Linked DNA regions of Anser cygnoides: region 1 is linked to region 2. The links are chromatin contacts, called in public Hi-C maps. All regions are on one chromosome and are shown on one strand. The core of a region is the stretch at or near the end of the contact, and the rest is flanking DNA. Distances in the headings are between cores, read along the strand shown.

The links. A called contact is a pair of places that touch in the nucleus more often than the background predicts.
Region 1: a Hi-C map of liver shows a contact between it and region 2, with 1.7 times the contacts expected there. The contact joins the enhancer-like site here to the promoter of BDKRB2 in region 2. A contact is called at or near these places in 2 of 7 Hi-C or Micro-C datasets (both in liver).

The regions. Positions count from the first base shown.
Region 1 is chr5:52,047,771-52,053,772 of Taihu_goose_T2T_genome, forward strand. It overlaps ATG2B (autophagy related 2B), which reads right to left. Exons shown (of 42, transcript XM_048070392.2): 30 at 5,611-5,813; 31 at 4,335-4,561; 32 at 3,564-3,672; 33 at 1,825-2,019; 34 at 1,097-1,198. Among named protein-coding and RNA genes, the nearest start is that of GSKIP, 31 kb to the right of the region's middle. Within about 2 kb of position 1,436, at least 1 of the 3 cell types and tissues checked has open chromatin away from gene starts, as enhancers often do. A contact at or near this core is called in liver, where this site is marked.
Region 2 is chr5:51,975,492-51,981,379 of Taihu_goose_T2T_genome, forward strand. It overlaps BDKRB2 (bradykinin receptor B2), which reads left to right and starts at 2,282. Exons shown (of 2, transcript XM_013181592.3): 1 at 2,282-2,470.

The sequences.
Region 1 (6,002 bases), core at 186-2,685, 71 kb after region 2:
CTCTGATTTCCAGTAAAAGGGTATTCAAGCCTAGTTATATTCATTTATACTAATACCATCAATTTCAGACAAATAATTTCATATCAGATCTCACTATTACTTCCTTAAAAGGCATTAATAACTCTGTGGTTGCTAAATGTCTTGTTAATATCTTCATATTATAACATCTAATTTTCTTTTTTGAAAGATGCATCACATTGGTGCCTTATTCATCCTATGATTAATGACATATGGACATTCTTTTCTTTCCTTTTTTTGTTTCTAACTGATCAGCAGACAGCTTAAGAAATAACAAGAATTTCTGACATAATTGCGCGCAGCCTTGTGCTTCTGGGAAAGCTGTGGTTTATTTTTCAGAAGTTGTAAAGGTGAATTTGATTATGGTACAAAACGGAAGTTACAAAGAAGGTACGTACTTCCTCACTAGATGGCAGTATTTCCGTACTATTTTTCTGTATAAAATTATTACAAACAATATAGAGTAGAATTCTTCTATGATTAGAAGGAAAATCTGGTCTCTAACATGCACTGAAGGCTCACTAAAGAATGTAAAACAATTTCTCCTGTTTCTGTTCTTCATGCCACTGCAGTTGATAAGGAGAGCAAACACTTCACAGTAGAGAAGCAAGTCCTCAAGTGTCGACTGCCCTTGACTAAAATGGTGTGAACAGCTTCTAGGTTAATCATTAATTTTTCTTCAGTTAAAAACAACTAAACTACCTCATTCGCAAACTACGCAAAATTGTCCACATTTAAGCATATGCTTTTAAGAAGTCGACATTTCAAGACATGTAGAGACCATCAGAAATCTCAGAAGATGAACTGTTAGTCTCAAGAAAAAAGCCAGTTATATAGATATTTTTAGTTTCTAAATGCAAAGTCTATAATAGCTAGAGAACAAGGCAAGTTCCAACACAGACATAAACAGAGAAGCAGAGATCTAAAGTTATCTGTGATCATAAATGAAAATGTACCAAACTGAGAATTAATCCCATAAAAACAGGTGTGATGGCCGCAAGTATTTGGAGGAAAGAACACCATCAAATATATATTTATAAATATATATATATATATATATTTCATTATCACAACCAACCTGGTCAATGTTGAGGCGAAGTGGCATTAGTGAAACGCGTAAACAACATTCCTGTGGGGATCTGCCAGACTCTGGACGGACATGCAATGCTTTAACTGTTAACTGAGGAACAGCAACAAGATAAGTAAGTAGTAACATTCACAATTGTTAAATTTCAGAACACTAGCTAGGACAAATATTTACTGCAAGAACTCTGTACTAATCATTTCAGAACACTAGCTAGGACAAATATTTACTGCAAAAGTTCTGTACTGATCTGATTTCACTTGCCAATTCTAAAGCTAGTATAGCATAAGTAGCTTGTTTTAATTTCATTTTTAAACCAACAATAAGAAAACTCTAAAAAATTAAATTCATAAATTACAGAAGCAGTAAGACTATAAAATTTTAAGAATACACACACAAGCGATGTTTGTTCAAAACCAAAATTTGAAAGCTGTTGAAGTTTTGAAAGCTGTTGAAGTAGTCCTGCACATATACCTTCTAAAAATGACAGAACTTCAAGAAAATTAATATCTCACATACTAATATTCAAGTTGACTTTTTCATTAGTTTTCATATTCAAAAGAGGCAAGAAAATAACTACCAAAATAAGTTATATTACTTCATTGTTCCACGATCTCATGCTTCATGCCCCTTCTTCTGCAATATTAAGAACTGTATACAACTTCCACAATGATAGTCCAACCACTATAATTACAGTGAATTAAAATTTTCCATAAACATACCATATTTGAATGCGCTTTTCTGGGCATCTCCTTACTACAGTAGAGGTAAAGAAATTTATTCATCTGTGACGTAGCTAAGCGGTCTCTAATCTCCAGGTCTTGAACAATAAAAACTTGACGTGACACTGGCTGTTCCAACAGACTAGAGTCACCTTCTGCACCACCTGGAGGGTATACCTCATGCTGGAATTTCACCTTTTAATATATGAAGAAAAACAACATAATCAGCTCCAGTGATAAAAAAAGTTTTAACAACAGAATAGTACTTGGAAAACAAACAAACAGACAAAAAAAAAAACAACCACACGAACTTTAAAGCTCAGTCCACTGTTTTAAATTTGCAGTAATAACAGGACTTCTGAAAACTATTCAGATTTTTCAATACCCTAGCATTAGAAATCTTTCAATTCCTATTTGTGCACGTACTCATATTTTAGCATGTCGATTCAAACCACAACAAAGAGTCAATGGTGTTAAATGAAGTACGAGTTTTGCTTTTCATTTTAGCATGGACTCTGCTTTTTCCCCTCAATCCTGTACCTGCGTCTCCTTTCTTACAAATCATGCCTTGTCTTAACTCCCATAGCATACTTGTCTGCAAGTTGTCTGGGGTAGGCCAGAACAGTGGCTTTTACTGGCCAGATACCAAGATTTTAACACTGCACCCTGTACTCCAGATAAATGTGATAACATTGTAAGTGTCGACAAGAATAGTTGATCATAAATACTGTTAAGAAACTTCCCAATTTTGACAGTATTTTCTTCTCCTTGGGTTCTTGTTTAAATATAGTTATTATTATACAGCCTTGCACAACGTTAAGTATGAAAAAACTTTATGCCTCAGTACTAACACCAAATACCTACTCATTAAATACCTGCAAATTCAGAAACATTATACTTCCACATATTAAATTTTCCACATGGAATATTAAACTCTTCCTGTTTACCTCTTTTTTATTGCAATGCCATGCTTTGCCAAAAAGAATAAAATAAGATTTGCCAAAAATATTTGATACTAATCATATCAAAGTGCTAATGTCATCACACGAATTTTAAACTCCAGAAGTACACACAGATTATAAAAGGCATTCAGTTTTACGTAGTACCTTTTCGTATTTATGAAAGTGTTTGAGAAAACTTTATTTTAAAATAATGTTCTGTTATTGATCCCTTTAACATAAGATTTGGTTAACTCCTTGCCAATATTCTTCATAGCACCTGAATCATGCACCTAGTTTCTACCAGTTTCTAAACAGGCTTCAAAACAATAGCAGCATAATTATTCCTGAAGGGTGGAAAATAATGTTATATCATATCGTTGCTGTGTTTCCCATAAGTGGATGTTGTTTAATAACCAGCTGTCCAATGGTAAACCGAATGTCTCAACAGATCTATATCCCAATTATTTTGCTAAACGTTGAATTTCATAATAGGTCTATTAATTCAGAGTAGAACTGAAGACAGAAAAATAGACTAGCTGCTGTACAGCGTGGTGAAAACAAACTTTAAGAGTATTATAATAGCTTTTCCTCCATCTTTAGAAACAGGTTCGGTCAGCAACCAAGCAATACTCTGCTAGAACAACAAATATGTTTTTTGTTAAACACATCTACCCCTTTCTATGTGATTCATTAGATGTAAATAGAATTGAGTACGCTTTCCTCCACTGGCATCTAATGGAAAGCTGATATTAGACCAATATAACATGTAAACATATTCACACACAGACAGTCGTTCACCTTGCTCAATTGTATTTCCATTAGGAAATCTGGGTTTCTTCCTCTTCCCCCACATGCTGTACTCCTTCCATGCCTTGTTGGTGTATGAGAAGGAGAACTATGGGGACTTCTGTGGAAATTAAAGAAAAAGAAAGTACACTTTCCTAGTCTAAATTTAAAGCCATCTCACTCTAAGTCCAACTCTAAGAATGTGCATGTTTCACTGTCTATTACTCACTAAGATTTTATGGGTTACAAGACAAAAAGAGACTGGAAGTTGTGTTACTGTTTACCAAAACAAAATCCCTTCTTTTTATTGCTCAAGTAATGCATACTTAAAGTGCAAGGTGTATGCTTCCTACCAAATTCACCTTAATAAAACATTTCCTTAATTTTGGCCATGACAATATTAATTCCTCTTTAACTTATGTGACATAAGTAAAATCAGACTCCAGCCATCACAGTCTATTAAACTCACTCCTTAAACACCAAACTGCTTAGGAAAATTTAACTTTTCAAATAATTCTTAAAAGCACACCCATCCCTCCACCCTCAAAAAAGAAAAACAAAAAAGGAGGACAACAAAACAAAAAACAACAAAAAAACAGCTTGCTCAGGTTAAGACATGGAAAAAATACACCAAACTAAACTGAATAACAACAGTCCTTATGTGGAGGAAGCAAAGGAGCAAGTGAGGAAAACTTGAGGTTAATCTCATTATACAATCTCAAATTAAAGGGAAATAAAGTATTTTAAAATGTCCTAATGTACAAAACTATGTCAAACACTTACATGAAACTTTTAGCTGGAGATGTTGGTGGTGCAGTCCCAAAATCCCTTCCACCATAAAGATGCCAAATAAGAGAGATTTCCTTCACAACATAGCGTACCAGAGGAACAGGAAAATGAAGGGGAGCTTTGCTTGTATCTGTTTTTTTTATAGGTTGGCTGAAATGATTTTCCCTTATAATAATTGCATCGTCAACCATTTTTTTAATTACTGGTTCTTCTTCTTTGTCCTAAAAAAGTACATAATATTGAGAAGGTGAAGTTCACGGTCTTTATTGACATGTCTAATTCTTTCCTTTAAAGAGAAAAAAAAGTCTACTCTGTACTGTTTTCTGAAGCTTACACAACACAGGCTTGGTTTAGGAATGATTCTTACAGAGTAACATAGATACACATAAGAATAAAGTAGAAGCTGAGAAGAAGTTTAAAATAATAACTCCTCATCCAAACTAAAAATCAAAACAAAACATTTTGAGGTGAAACAAACAAGTAAACATATATATATATGTATATATATATATATATACACACACCACATGCGCATGGAAGACCTCAGACTACTGCGCTAGCTCAAACACAATGTGTCAAATACATCTTCTATTCAGGAATCCAAAACTACTTCTATTAAACAGAATACAACCAGAGGTGATATGAAGAACAGGAACACAAGCTGCTTTCAAAGAGTTTGAGTAGTTTCCTAAATCTTTTAATGCAGTGGTCACATAGTAGTGTGAAGTGATACACAAGCTTTTCTCTGAGGTTTGTAAGAACCTTATGCCCGTTAAAGCACTGAAAGCTTAGAGTACGACAAAAATGAATAAAATGTTAAAGACTTGCAAAGATATTAATTTGATGAGTATTGTAATTTTTTACAACCTTTTTTTAAACTATGCTGTTATTGTAAAGCCAAAATAGCAATAATAAATCATAAATAAAATGTAGAAAAACTACCAATATACTTCGACATAATATTCAGATCACAGAACGATTACATATCATTGATATTGAAAAATTATATATATATTTGAAAATAGCTTCATTTATTCCCAACAGTGCATTAAGTCCTTGCACACAAAGATTTCTGTGATACTGTGTCCACTAATATATAAAATACTCACTTCTCAATGAGAAAGCCACCAACAAAAATCAACCAAAAAGCCCCCCCAAAAAGCACTATGAAGACTAATTTCTCCAGGTCTTACATAAGCTTTCCTCTGACCCCGTTTACTTAAAAAAATAAAAATAAAAAAATCCTTAAGTAATTCTTAAAACTTCTTACAGCAACAGCGACTTTGGGGGCGAAAAGAATGCAGAAGTCATCACTTTCTGCAGGAACATCTCCCACAGCTTCATTTATCAGGTGATGAGTGAATGAAGCATAAGTGGGGCTTGAATCTTGTGAGGCATTTCCACTTTCATCTGGGAACAGGAAGAGATCTGAGCAAGACGGCTCCTGAGTTTGAGACCTGTCATCCAAAACACCTGGGAGGTGAAGAAAAGTAGAAAAAACATGTTTCAATGGAAAAAACTTTATAAAATATGAAAATATGAACAAAGTAACTTAACACTTAAAACTTGTTCCATCATGAAGAGAAATTGCTTATATCTTGAATCAATTCCTATTATAAATACAATTTTCAAAAATTAACCTACTGTACAATCGAAACAATT
Region 2 (5,888 bases), core at 1,032-3,531:
GAGGCAGATGTCGTTCATCTGAGCAGAGGTTCTTTCACACGCATGGTCAAGAATGCAAGTCCTCTGCTCATCAGGCAACTCCTGCTCAAACTCCAGCACTCGAAACTGTAACTCCCCGTCAAAAAGCAGAGGACTACTGTTCTCTTCCAAACCCAGGGACACAAAGACAGCCATAGTATCAACAGTAAGGTGGGAAAGTGCAAAACACACTTGGAAAAGGGCAGCAAATAATCAGCTAAAATCACTAGACAAGATGTCCTCCCCCAGAAAATACTGGCAATAATCATGAACAACTACCAAGGCAAGCAGTACTCCCCATATATTTATTTACTTACCATTTATTTTCTTGAATTAATAGACTCTAATATTCAGTATATTTTCCTTCAACTTCCTAGCAAAATCTTGGCCAAGATTTCCTAGCTAAGAAAAAATGCTCACATGTAACCAAGTTCAAGCTGATTAAAGTTTTCACAATTACTAGTTATGACTCTCAGCTGTGGCATCTTGCAGCCATTCAGACAGTTGTTCTTTAGAAAAATAGAGAGGGGAGGGGAGGGAAAAGTTCTGTTGTCTTTCTGTATTCAAGATATTCTAGTTTTATGCTTACATACTGAAGTTTCTACATGCTATCTCCTGAAACTTAAATACGAGGAGAACATTGACTGCAGTATTACAAATGGCCAAGTAATTTAACTGCAGACGAAGTTGGGGGCATGTGCATTACCTCCCCACACCCCTGAACCAGCCACCATTCCTCCTTTGCAGAGGTTGGTCTCTCAAAAGCTCTTGAGATGATCAGAGGCATGTTTCTCCCTTTCAGAAACAAGTGTCCATAGCAGGCTAGCTCCTGAAGACTGCAGAACTCCACTCACCTACTCCTCGAGAGGCTGTCCACATTCCTCGGGTTTAATGAAGTAGATCTCACTACAGCTGGGTTTTATTACACTGCTACAAATGAGCTAGCAGAACCCCTCCTATGAATACATGTTAAGTTAATGTTTAAACTATACCCACATCCAACCAAAAAATAAAAAAAAAAAGGAAAGAAAGAAATTCCAATTACAGTTCTAAAGTGTTTATTTGGATACAGGACAAAAATATAAACTTTTTTTTTTTTAAAAAAAAAAAAAGGAAGAATTGAAAAAATTCAGGATGAAGACCTTGGAGATTTGAGTGCTGAGATTACATGATCAAACTAGAACTGTTGCAGGGAAAGCAGGAATGGATCAGGGGAAGGCATCGTTGGTCAAAAAGTTTTACTGAGCTTGTGGCATTACTGAAAGACAACTTACTATTTTCTAGCAGCTATTATAACAGTTTCAGAGAAAGAAAAGGAACATGAGTGGAAAGCAAAGCAGTTATTCCTGTTGGGAAAAATGCAAGTGAGTGTTGTCCGAGAATTATAAATGGAGAATGAGAGGGGAGCAGGGGCCCAATACTTGTTCTAGTAGATACCTTTGATCACAAAAGACCACATATAATATGAATAGCTCCAAGAGTTTTCTTGAATTTTTTACTTTCAGAATTAGCAATTTGTGTGAAACTAAGTAGACTGATCTCTTCTCTGTTCATTTATTCTCAGAATGAAGATGCATCCTCTGTGTGGGATGCTGCAACCACGGCTGCTATTTCAGGTTTCAGTTTAATTGCATAAATAGAGGAAAAACAGTTATGCCTGTTATGAACAAGGTAAAATTAGATCTGTTATGATCTCAAATTCAGAATAAAAGTCATTTTCATAGGAAAAATGTTCTTCTCTGCTCTTTGGGTATAATTCTGCTTCTTACAGATGTTTCATCCAAAACTTGAAGAAATTTTGGTCCTATATAAATTTTTAAGTGGTATTTGGAATTTATCTTAGTTCTTAGCACAATGAGTAGCCAGAGATTTCTGCTGAGGAAGAGGAACACACAGTCTTCCAGAAATATAAACGCTAAAATTCTTCTCTTGAATGGGAAGAATGTAAGATTGTAAATGAGATATTTGTTCTTTTCTGTTTTAAAGATTCAAGTCTTGCAAGAACTTAATTTATGTAACCGTTGATTGTGTCTAACACTGGTAAAAGTAATGCACATGACATCACCCACAATAAAGGTCAGGTTTGTGTATGTGTGCACACATGTTTATGCACACACATTTCTGGAAGCTGTTGTTCAAACACATGTAGCTGTTTTATACACGCTGTGTCAAATCTTTATTTTAACTTGATTTGTATAGTTTACCACCCATAGTCAAATAAGAGTGGTCACATGTTGGTTAGAGTAGACAAGCTTTGCTTCTGAAATAAAATATAGCAAGGCAGAAAATCCAGGAATATGATGTCATCAAAAGGGGATGAGTCTATTCTGTTCAGGGAGGGGCAGAAAACCAGAAGTTAGACTCATTCATACAACAGAAGGAGCGTGACTGTTCTCTGAGAAGTGTTGCACTCCCTCGCTTGTACCTGTTCAGTGCTGAATTCGCAGTCAAGGTATGTGTTTCCACTTCTTTTTCATATGAAAAGTTGTCATTTAAATCCAGTACAGAGTGCTGCTTTTTGAAACCACTTCTTGAATTCTTAATATGTTTCTGTTTCAATTACAAGAGTACTAATGTTATTAGCATTCCAGGAACAAGGAGAAGTAAAATTATTATTGCTGATGTGGTTTGGTAACTTGGCAGGTTTCACAGAGGTGTAGCATTTCCAAAAAAAAAAAAAAAGAAAAGAAAAGAAAAAAAAAAGTTTTATATCAGAGTTCCCAAGATGCCAAAGACACAGGGCTTTTCCCCTGCCACAGGGAAAATTTGGTGTGGGTTACCCAAGGGACGTGATTTATTCTGTGCAGAAGGCATCTGAGTTGCACCATTGTTTCACCTTATAAAAGATCAGAAAGTGTAAACAATCAACTTTATTTTCAGCTGAAATATTACCTACTAAGTAGTAAGGAAAAAGCAGAGGCAATTCTTTCCTGTACTCCCTGTACTTTTTTTTTTTCTTTTCTGTTTATTGTTTTGATTGTCAACTTTGTGACTCAAGAAATGTGGATGTGTGTATACCTTACACTTCTGACCTGTCTCATCTATACTGACTAAATGGAAAAAAAATAAATTTTAAAGTTATTTCTTGTGTAACATAGGAAGAAAAGTTTCAGTTGACATTTGAACATTATTTGTTTCCTTCTAACATTTGTATTCAAATGAAAAAACACAGTAAGAGCATGATTTATAAGATGTTAAATATAAATACAAGCTTAGAACTGGAGTTGTAATTAGGATCTTGTAACAGAAAGACTAAAGGTTGAAATATATGCTATTCTTTTAGCTGCTAATTTTCTATTACTCGGTATGTTAAGCAGCAATTTGAGCACAATAATGGTAATAACAAAATAGCCATGCAACGAAGAGAGTTCAGTTTGTCATTAGAAGCCTTGGATTTGATACATTATGTGTAATCTTACAGATGCTATCTCCTAAGATTAGAGGATATTCTTGTCTTGAACAGTGCACATACTTTCTTAGAGAGTCTTGAACGGAGCTAGAAAAAAAAAATTATTTTTACCGCAGAATCTGTAAGAATGAAGCATCAGGATATTGTGTAATATCAGTCATATGAGTTCTATCTTGTCTGTTCTTTTCTGGAAACACGCAGTCTTTAAGAAAAGAATGAAGAGAAGCATTTTCACACTTCAGAATCAGTCACAGACTTCTAAATATATCTGTCTTGTTTTCAGCGCAAATAGTACAAATGCAGAGAGAAGAGATAAATGTCCCTAAGTCAATAAAGACTTTGGAATAGCCAGAGCAGAGTCATCTCCAGAACAGTTCTGTCAGTTTTCCACCAAGCCTTGTACATGCTGGAACAGGATTAAGTGTGTTACTCAGAGTTACCTGAACATTTTGTACTGCCAACCCATAGAAAAAAACCTGCCTTTCCTCCTGAGTTAGAGCTTCCTGAATTAAGGATCTCATCACCGCACCGGAACACAGCTTAAAATAAATAAATAAATAAATAAATAAATCTGAGCTATATTCTCAGAGTAAATATTGCAACATTCAAAGTCCTTTCCCAGACAGAAAATGAGGAATTTGGGAGAATTTTAGTACATCGATTATGAAGAGTCTAAAATTCACTGCCTAAGAACAGTCAGTTTTAGATAGTCTGCTTTTCATAGAAAGAAGGGAGCAAAAAGCTCTTAGAAACCCAAATCCCCCCCATTTTCAAAGTCACAGTAGGAAAAAAGTCTTACAGCAAGTCCAGGGAAACATGTTAGCAAACAGAGCTTTGCTTTCAAAACAAACACATTCCTTCCCAGTAGCTAAGTCAGCAACGAATGTACACCTGAAGTCATTAGCAATGCTAATCAATATGAAGTTTAAAAGAGAGAGAGAATAAATATTTTCTGTCAAAATGTCGTTTAGTTAAAACCTTCATTTTTTTCTTTAAAAGTTACACATATGCCAGGCTTGTTCTCTTGTCATTCATGGTTTTTAAAACTCCCCCTCTACTCTCCATGCTTTTGGGTTTCCCCAGCCTTATCTAAATGTTGGTCTTTCTTCCTCATGTACTTCAGATTTTACACACACAAAGATGAAAAGCTGCGTCTCTGCCTGGCCAAGGCAGGACTGCCAACAAACACAGTGCCTTGAAGCAGAGGCAGAAGCTTTCCTTTGCAGCCGGCATGGCTCTTGGTGAAGGTGCAGCTGTTGAAGACCAAACCCAGCCTGAAGTCTCCAGCTGCCAACCCATACGCTCATCTGACAGCAGGGGAGAGCTCAGCCAGCTTCTCCCCTCGGCTGGATGCCCCTCTCCAAATTTCTGACCCTACTGTTCTCTGTTCAGCCACACCTGATTTTATCTCTTGATACACAAAAGAAGCAAAGTGATAACTGCTTCAGCCATTCCTTGCTAGCCCCCAACATCACTGAGGCTGCATTTCCCAGGGGGGCTCAGGCTTCAGCAGCAGTATGGACGAGCAGAGTTGCCACTCTTCTTCTGCTTCCTGCTTCTCCCCCTTGTGCTGCTGCACAGTGTTTCTGATCACAGAAAGATTAAACATAACGTCAAGGGATTTTTGCTTAAAGTGGACCTATTTCCTGAGCTGATGTTGCCATATGAGTAGTTTTGAAACTAGCAAAAGAGCTGTGTCCTATGGCACAAAAGTAGGAACACTGGTGGGGCAGACTGGGGGGAGGTGAGGCAGCAAGGCTTTACACTCTTATTGCCAAACAAGTCCTCACCTTGTGAGACCAGATAGCAGACAAGGGCGAGCTCCTCTCCTAGCACAGCTGCAGGAGGGTCCATCCTTTGTGCGTGTATCCCCGTCAATAACATTAGCCTTAACCTGATAGAAGAGTAAATACGACACAGGCTCAGGGTACAGTTTCACACCAAACCCTGTTCAAAGACTGCAGCCCCCTTACCGAGCTCCCCATGAGGTCAGGCTCCGATAAGGGAAACAGCGAGATGTCCCAGCCAGCTCTGGAGAGAGGAGAGGGCAGCCCTATAGCATGACAGCCTGGAGATGAGTGGGCACAACCGCAGTGGGGAAACAGGATGAGCAATGCAACAAGAACACTAAACACAGACCGCAGGCTGCTGTCTTCCCATAGACAAAGTTGCACCGGCTGCCAACCACAGTTGATAGTATGACAACATATCATTCACTTAGAAGTAATACTAGCACGATGGGGCTGAGGAACCCTGGTCATGGTCCAGCACCCCACTGCAAGCCCCAGATGTTGATGAACAGACGCCAATGAGACACAGACCAGAAAAAAAACACACAAGGAGTAAAGTTGCCTGCTAAAAACATGCTATCTTCAGTCTGATGATAAGCATGCCTGGAGCACTCTAACATTATGGAAAAGCAACTCTATAACTTCAGCAAAATGTTTCAGAACTATGCAAA